Linked DNA regions of Hordeum vulgare: all the other regions are linked to region 2. A link is a contact called in public Hi-C data. All regions are on one chromosome and are shown on one strand. Each heading gives the region's core, a stretch centred on a gene start, on an enhancer-like site or on the middle of the called end of the contact. The rest is flanking DNA. Distances are from core to core; before and after follow the strand shown. Region 1 has its middle 41 kb from the start of LOC123446730. Region 2 has its middle 220 kb from the start of LOC123446730. Region 3 holds the start of LOC123446730 (protein indeterminate-domain 16-like).

Region 1 (2,922 bases), core at 295-2,794, 180 kb before region 2:
TCTACTCGCATCCTGCGCGTTTCTCGGGCGCCGAAACCAATCGACGCATCCGCTGAAAACCGAGGCTCATGGACAGAGGTGGACGATCGACTAGACGAAAAGGTTGGCTGAAACATGCGGTGCAATCAGGCCTATGCCGCTAGCTGCGGTCACCGGACACCAGGCCGGCCAGGGCAAGGCTGCATGCCTCCTGCGCCTGCACTGACTGCATTCTGCAGCGACTGTGCACGCAGGGAAAGAGAGAGTTGTGCGCGCGTGTCTGCGTACAAGGTGGTGCATTGGAGCTTTTGCTCAGGGGAATGCGGTGAAAAAAGAAGGGAAAAGCAGCAGCAACCACGCTCGCGATGATTATACTCGCTCGCCTGGCGCAGTGCCGCAGTGGGGAGCAGAAGAAAAGAGAGGGGAGACGGTGTTCATCAGAGTCGGTGCCGTTTCCTGCAGCGCATCATTCTGCCTTTCGGATCTTTTTCAGTCTACCATCTCGCTCCATTCATGGTGTTGCAGTGTGAGTTCCTGATGCATGGTCAATGGGCTTGGTTTTCACATATACACTGTGTCACTGTTCTTACCGTGTAGTGCTACTGCTATGCAATAGAGACTGTAGCTGCATGGTGTTGATCGCTAACTGGTTCCTGTAGCTGTATATGGTGCTGAAGTTGAAGAGAGGAGATCCATGCAGGGCGGTGGTAATTGTGTCAGTTCGGACGGTTGGAAAACAATTAATGCCATCTCGAGCCTCATGTTGAGCGAGTACATAATACGATTGAATCGGTTAAAAATACTGAAAGTGCACTAGTGGTGCTGAGGAGATGCATGCAGGGCGGTGCTAATTGTGTCAGTTCGGACGGTTGGAAAACAATTTGGTCCAAATGTCAACTAAGAACCAGTAGTTTCTGGCTAAGATCAGTTCTAATTTGCATCGCTGCACAGTGTGGCCATATCCCTTAGCCAGCACCCCGGATCAACAAGCTACCCACAGCCACACTTTCAGTTTCTTCTTCGATTCAGAGCACCGTAAGGTATATGAGGCCCTCTAATTAGCATCTTGCTTTTCTTAAATTAAAAGTTTTTGGCGAACGCAACTTCAGTAATCCATTCACATTCCATAAATTTGTTTCTACTTCCTTCGTTCCTAAATATAAGTCCCTTTAAAGATTTCACTACAGACTACATATGAATGTATATAGACATAATGTAGAGTGTAGATTCAATCATTTTGCTCTGTATGTAGTGAAATCTCAAAAAATAATTATATTTATAAGCTGAGGGAGTATATTTTAATTATGAAATCATTTGCTACTCATGTAGTTACTTTGGTTTTAGTAACCACATATGAGTCTTTTTTTAAGGACCAGGTCCACATGTCCTTATCAAGCTTAATATTATAACTGGAAACTAAAAAAAGTATTATATCTGGAAAAAAATGAATAATTGACATCGGTACAGAAATCTACAGCTTATAGTAATTTGTCAAGAATAAGGAGGTACTATTGGGCCTGGTCCACAAGGTTGTCCTATCGGCCCGTTTGAACTTAAGCATGGGCCCCATGAACAAATCCGATGGTTGCTCATCTCTGATATGGCAACATGTGGCCACCATTTGCTTCCTTGGACGTGTAAGTCTCAATGATGACTACGAGGCACAGGATACGTGACCCAGTGAACCATGATTGTGTTTATTTTCCATCTATCATGCTGCTTCTCTCTTTGCTATATACATGCGGTAATTCCTTCCTAAGCAATACTATGGGCTCCTTTGATTCAAAGGAATTCTATAGGATTTTTAAAGGATTATATTTTTTAGGATTTTTTCTCTACATTGGTTCTTTGATTTATTGGATTGGATCCCATAGAAATATGGAATCTTTTGTACTATATTTCATAGAAAATCTAACATTTACTTCAACTTCTTTTTATAATTCCTTTGTTTTTCCTCTGGCATCAAATGCTCCTTGCTCATCCTGTAGGGTTCAGATGTACATGCCACTCCAACCCTTTATTTTTCCTATTCCTGTGTTTTTAAAATCCCACGAATCAAAGAGGCCATATGTGTTGTACTTATAATATAAATGGATAAAAATAAACGTATCTAAAAATTAAAATACATTTAGATACATTCATTTATATGATAAATATTTTCGGACCGAGCGAGTATATTTTTACAAAAATCTATATGATAATAAGATAATGCAGTGACATACACCATGTCCACCTTTTCCCTATATAGGGCAAGACAGGATGTATCATATGACAGGAAAGAAACGGCAAAATCGTACTTCAATATGGCCAGTAGGAACAGCCCAACAGCAGTGCTAGCTAGTTCCTAACCTAGTTGCATGCCAGTGGCCAAGTTGACGTCCTTGCTCTCGTATTGATATATATCCGAAATATATCCATCTAAAAATAGTTCAAACAAATTAATCAGCTACATGGCCCTAGGTGTAAACTCATGTTAACCACCAGAGTCACAACAACTACATTGGGCATGACAATTGACAAGCACGTAAGCTGGTTTTTCAGCGCGCCCACGTCTCATCTGTCTGTCGGGTGTCGCCTCCCTGTTTAAGGCAGCTCCTTGATATGGATCGTTCATTATCCAGATTCGTATGCATGCCCGATTAGATTTCTCCTCTGCCATGATTTGGTCATCTGACTATTCATGCACGTATATGCTACATGCATGTAGCAGTTTGCGGCTTGCCATCCGGAAGCTCATATGCTTGTCGCTATGTACGGGCTAACGGAAAGAATATATTCCGTTCCGCCGAAGAACAGTCGGGATGATAGCTTGCTGGGTCTCTATTTCTTTTCCTAATATACTCCTTCCATCTCATAATTCTTGTCATTGTTCCAGTTCAAATTTGAACTAAAATAACGATAAAAATTATGGAATAGAGGGAGTAGTAATAATAGACTTACGCT
Region 2 (2,764 bases), core at 215-2,714:
TCTTGTTGTTTTGTAGAGTAAGCATGATGACGGGATACTCGGTGATGGACGATGAATTAATGTGCGATGCATGAAAGATCGTATCTGCAGATTTTGTAGGCATGAGGCAAGGGGCTTGAACTTTTCAGCAAACGTGCATGCTTCGTTTCAAGAGTGAAAGCACTTCACCCTGCAACGTGCATGTGATCCATGAACACAGCGTGAAGGTTCTAGCACATCAATGATACATTATCCTCAACTCCGTCATAAAATTCTACGGTGCGGTTTCACAGGTTGGGACTAAGTGACCACAAGGCTGGTCAACCATGTAGATCATAAATTTTTGATTCTTATTGCTTTACAGGTTGATCAATTCATTGATTCACTCAATGTTGCAACGTGATAATCATTACGTTGTACAACCCGGACGCGTTGTGTATTGTAACATAAAATTAAGGGCAAGCTATTTACTTTCATATACATTGTTGGATGAAACTCAAAAGACACTGTGCGTGAGACGACATGCACAGATTCTAACTTGAGTATCGTTGAATTTGGAATCGGTGAATTTAAAAAAAAAATCATCCGATTATCTCGGATGTAATATTTATATTTAAACTATTATTATAATAGAGATATTTGCATGTTATTTATGAGTGCATTGTGTTATTTTCTACTATTACTTTAATTGTTGCGTATTTTAAAAAAAAGACAAAGTTGGACGTATAGGAAACGGGGTTGGATGGCCGGCTCCCGTAATGGTGTTCGCAGACGAGCTCAGACTAATCTACGGGTAAATAGTGTGCCCATTTTAAAAGATAGTGTTGAAGATGCCCTAATGAACAGCATCATATCTTTGCTCATCACGAGTGTATGGTTAGCAAATAAGACCAGCCATACATACTAGTACTACATACTCCCTCCGTTCCTAAATATAAGTCTTTCTAGAGGTTTTACTAGTGGACTACATACGGATGTATATAGTCATACTTTAAAGTGTAGATTCATTCATTTTGCTCCGTATGTAGACTTCTAGTGAAATATCTTAAAAGACTTATATTTACGAACGGAGGGAGTACTTATCATAGGCTAGCAAGTTGCAATCGATCGTCTCTCGTCTATACCTCACTTGCAGAAATGGAAACATTCTCATTGTCGTCTCCCTATCGTGGGTTGTCCCTCTCAACGGATGACCACACATCCGCGTCTCTTATCAAGACCGAAGCTGGCCCGGTCCCGGCAGGGAGCGCTTTCAGGGGAAAAAGAAGGAAGAAGCGATGGCCGTGAAATGCAGTCCTGACAGGGATATTTACGGGGTTCGTCGACGTGTTGCCCTCTGTCACTCTCTACACTCCCTCTGCCCTCCTCTTCTTTTGCCCACATTTCTCGCGTCTCGGCCGGTGCCCAGATATGAGGTTTGATGGTTGCCGGTGTAGTCCAATCTCTGGAGCGCGACCGTCCACCAACTTTCCAAGGAAAAGGAGACGAACGGATGGGAGCCCATGTGGCGGTAAGGGTTTGGAAAACCGGTGCCCCGGGTCTTGTCACACTACGCTAGTAGGTTCTTTTTCTTTGTGAATTGTCACGGAAATGCGCAGGGACATGTGACTGTGGGGCACTCACTGCCAAGTCCCCCGCTGCTCGTTTTTTCTCGTGATTTGCACAGTAGTTCAACCCTGCACGCAAGCGCAGTAAAAAAGAAAATCCCTTCAAAAAAGAAAAATGTTTCAACAATGGAACTTACGGTTTTTTATCTAAAACTGCCGTGTACCAACCAGTTTCAGAGATATATTTTCAAACAATTTTTTCTATTGGTCGTAGACACAAAATAATTATTTTGTATTGATCGCTCGTACTAAGCTTCAACATTGAAGCTTAACATATTTTCTGAAAAGCCGGCAAAATACATTCAAAATGAATCTTATTTGAAGGCAATGGTCAAGTGAAACACGAATATTAAAACATGACTTAATTCAGAATTTTTGTTTAAAAAATATTTAATTTTAAAAACCAAAAACTAAAATAAAATCGGGCAAAATGGACATGCAATTTGCGTGCCATAAATCCTCGTCCTTAATTGTAAGGTAGTACAAAAAAAATACTAGAAGTAAGGTAGTACAAAAAAATACTAGAAGTAAAAAAATTACAAGCACTCATTGCGGTGATGAAAAAGCCGTGGCCAATTCCGCTGGTGTGGGAGAATCGGAGCGAGATGATGGAACGGTTTTTCACCTTACTGTATGTGCATAGGAATACAATGTGTTGTTTTGTCCTATGAAATGGCCATAAGGGCATCTCCAACGCTTACCCTTAAACAACTTGCAACTATCTCATCACGTGATATAGGCATGTTTTACCATTCAACATATCGGTCCATCAACCGATACAGATGCACTTTATTCCATAAATCGGAGACAAAACCGGGGAGCTTTGCGGGCGTTCGAACCGATGTCACACTCGCGTCTGATTAACTTGGCCCACCAAAAAATCTTCTCCTCGCACGTGTGCTTTCCTGTCTGATGCTGGTCAGCGACTCTTCAGACCGTCAGCGCCGCATTCATATCTGTCCAGAACGGACGCGACCTATCACTGGAGACGGCATGGAAACGACGCGCTGGCCGAGAACGTCGTCACGTTGCTTCCCGATGCACGCTAGATCTCTCCTCATTCAAACGGCACCAGTCCATTCATCTCCCTTCATTAAGCGTACGCGGTTGCCGAGGAACCTACTTCAGCCCCCACACGTCGGTCCATCGACTGCCCAGCATTAAGAACCTCAGCACCT
Region 3 (2,841 bases), core at 94-2,593, 220 kb before region 2:
GATCTCCATGGCTCTACTTCTCCCACAAAAAACATACTATATAATCAAGACCTTTGGTGTTCCGGTATATAATAACTCTAGTTCGTTCTCGTGCGACAAGTACGTATGATCGACGTACGTACGTCCCGACCCGCGGTGCATGATGCTGCAACTTACGAGTAGTTAGCTCGCGCGCGTCAGATGCATGAGGCATAGACGACGTATATAGAGGAGTAACGTCGTCGTCGTCGATGGTACGTACCGGGAGAAGACGCGGCCGCAGTCGCAGGAGTGGCCGCGGGTGCCGCAGGTCTTGAGGTGCGCCTTGTAGTCGGACTGGACGGCGTAGCCCTTGGCGCAGCGGGCGCACACCCACTGCCGCCGCCCGCCGTGCTTGCGCCGGAAGTGCTTCTTGATCCCCACCAGGTCGCCCAGCGCGTGGGCCGGGTCGTGGTGGAGGCAGCTCGGCTCGGGGCACACGAACACGCGCTTCCTCGGCACCGTCGTCGCGCCGGCCGCTCCCGCCGTGCCCGTGCCGCCGTCCTCCCCTGCCGACGGCGCCGGAGCCCGCTTCACCAGCCGCCAGGGGACCTTGTGCCGCCGCCGGTGCATCTGGAGGTTCTGCTCCCGCTGGAACCCCTGCCCGCAGATCTCGCACACGTACCGGTCCGACTCCAGCAGCGTCCTCGGCGTCAGCGCCACCACCTCCGCATCAGGGTCTGGATAATAATGTACCAAATGCACATGTGTGTGCGTACGTAAGTGTCAGCCAATGAATCCATGGCGCACTAACAAGGTGCTGACCGATCCATACATGATCGATCGGTCCACATATATACGTTATGATCCACGTTACGTACCTGGCGTGCCGGGAGGGCGCCTCTTGCGCTTGGCGGGGGAAGGCTGGTCGGTGGCCGGCGGAGGCGGCGCCAGGGGCGGCGGCGGCGGCGGCTGCGTCTGCTGCAGCTGCTGCAACTGCTGGGAGGAGGGGGAGGACGAGGAGGTGGAGGAGGAGGCCAACATTTGGTGGTGGCTCTTGACTAGTGCCATAAGTGTTGGGGGCTTTCTTCTTCTTGTTGTTGTTTTAAGGGCTAGCCCTTACTAGCTACGTACGTGAGTAGCCTTGCACACAACCGGCTACGTTGCCTTGGCCTCGGCCTCGGCCTTTGGCTTGCTTCCTTTCCCTCTTCTCTTTTTGCTCCTTAGTGGGATAGGGGTGCCAACGGAGGCTTTATGGGGTGGAAAGGTGAAGGTGCATTGTGCTTGTGTTGTAGAAAGGCTTGGGGCATGAGGGGATCATATATAGCTAGGGGAGGGGTGGGGAGAGAGGGTGAAAAAAAGGGCTTTGTCTATATCTCTTTGCTTGCTTTTGTGCTTGCTGCATCGGTGCGTGGGTGTGGCTCCCTTTCTTTGAAGGGGGAATGTGTCTCATATACTCATTGGATGGGCAGCTTTTATCAAGGCTTTGTTTGTTTGTTTTGGTGGTTTTTAAAGATGGGATCATGTGACTAGTCTCCCCTGCCAATCTCATGCCCGCAATTAATGGGATACATGCTTGCTTAACTGCTTGATTGATAAGATCAGCTCTTCAATTGCATGTGTTTGATGGTTTATCAACTCTCTCTCTTTCTCCTTCCTCAGACAGGAGTTAGGCAGGGACATGGGACTTCACCCTATAACGCAGTCTTTATTATATACAAGATACAGTATATGGAAATAAAGACTTTTTTTTAGAAAAAGTCGACCTCTACATCAATAGATGTATGCAGTCATTTATTTAACAAATCCACAAACATGTCCGCAATACAACAAAAAGTGACCCAAAGTGTTGAAAGGAATAAACATCAAAAAAGCCACAACCGGCTGAAATAGGCCTAGATGACTAACCACCTATCATATTACTCGACTGTCATCCAAACCGGTTGTAGATATCTCGAGCTACCATCTCCCAACAGGCACACCGAGTAATCAAAGGCTCCCTGGCTTCCGCATGAGTGAGTAACGACCACATACGGATCATGGCAGTGGCTCTGTAGATAACCTGCAAAAAGTTAATAGAACTTTGTCTGTTAAGCATAAAATCATTCATGTGCTTCCGTATAGCCCAAAGTAATGCACATACTCCCAACCGTATGTGCTTTGCAGTGTTTATCTCTATCCCATTTAACCACGTCCCGAATAACGTGTGTATACTATTAGGAGGGTTGATATTAAAGGCTATATGAAGTGAGCGCCATAGGATCCTAACCATCGGACATTCAAGAAAGAGGTGCTTGATAGTTTCGTTGTGATCACAAAAGCTGCATCTTTGACTACCTGCCCAATTACATTTTGCCAAATTGTCATTCATTAGAATAACTTCTTTGTGAACAAACCACACGAAAACCTGTATTCTTAACGAGACCTTGACCTTCCAAATATGAATTGACTTTCGTATTGGCACTATATCTATGAGATCTAAATACATAGATTTTACCGAGAAAATGCCATTCCTGTTCAACTTCCAATGAACACTATCTTGCAAATCAGAGAGATTGATGTTCATCAACCGTCTGACAAGATGCAGCCACTCATTCCACCGATCACCAACTAAAGACCTTCGAAATTGTATATTTAGAGGCACAAACCGTAATACTGTAGCAACATAAGCTTCTTTACGTTGAACAATATTATATAGGTGAGGATACTCGATGGCGAGAGGCGTCTCCCCTAACTACGTATCCTCCCAGAATCTCGTCGACTCTCCGTTTCCAATGATAAACTTGGTTCTTTGGAAAAAGATTGCTTTCGTCCTCATCAAGCCTTTGCAAAACAGTGAATCATTTGGTCTGACTATAACCTAGGCTAAGGTCTTATTTTGTA

What was found. Hi-C and Micro-C count contacts between places; a contact is called where the count stands out from the background.
Region 1: a contact with region 2 is called in a Hi-C map of leaf, with 5 times the contacts expected there. The contact joins two enhancer-like sites. A contact is called at or near these places in 5 of 6 Hi-C or Micro-C datasets (leaf and seedling).
Region 3: a Hi-C map of leaf shows a contact between it and region 2, with 4 times the contacts expected there. The contact joins the promoter of LOC123446730 here to the enhancer-like site in region 2. A contact is called at or near these places in 4 of 6 Hi-C or Micro-C datasets (leaf and seedling).

The regions. Positions count from the first base shown.
Region 1 is chr4H:513,983,448-513,986,369 of MorexV3_pseudomolecules_assembly, reverse strand. No RefSeq gene overlaps it. Among protein-coding and RNA genes, the nearest start is that of LOC123446730, 41 kb to the left of the region's middle. Within about 2 kb of position 1,544, at least 2 of the 3 cell types and tissues checked have open chromatin away from gene starts, as enhancers often do. A contact at or near this core is called in leaf, where this site is marked.
Region 2 is chr4H:513,803,106-513,805,869 of MorexV3_pseudomolecules_assembly, reverse strand. No RefSeq gene overlaps it. Among protein-coding and RNA genes, the nearest start is that of LOC123446730, 220 kb to the left of the region's middle. Within about 2 kb of position 1,464, at least 3 of the 3 cell types and tissues checked have open chromatin away from gene starts, as enhancers often do. A contact at or near this core is called in leaf and seedling, where this site is marked.
Region 3 is chr4H:514,024,878-514,027,718 of MorexV3_pseudomolecules_assembly, reverse strand. It overlaps LOC123446730 (protein indeterminate-domain 16-like), which reads right to left and starts at 1,343. Exons shown (of 3, transcript XM_045123282.1): 1 at 840-1,343; 2 at 242-698. The coding sequence starts at 1,029.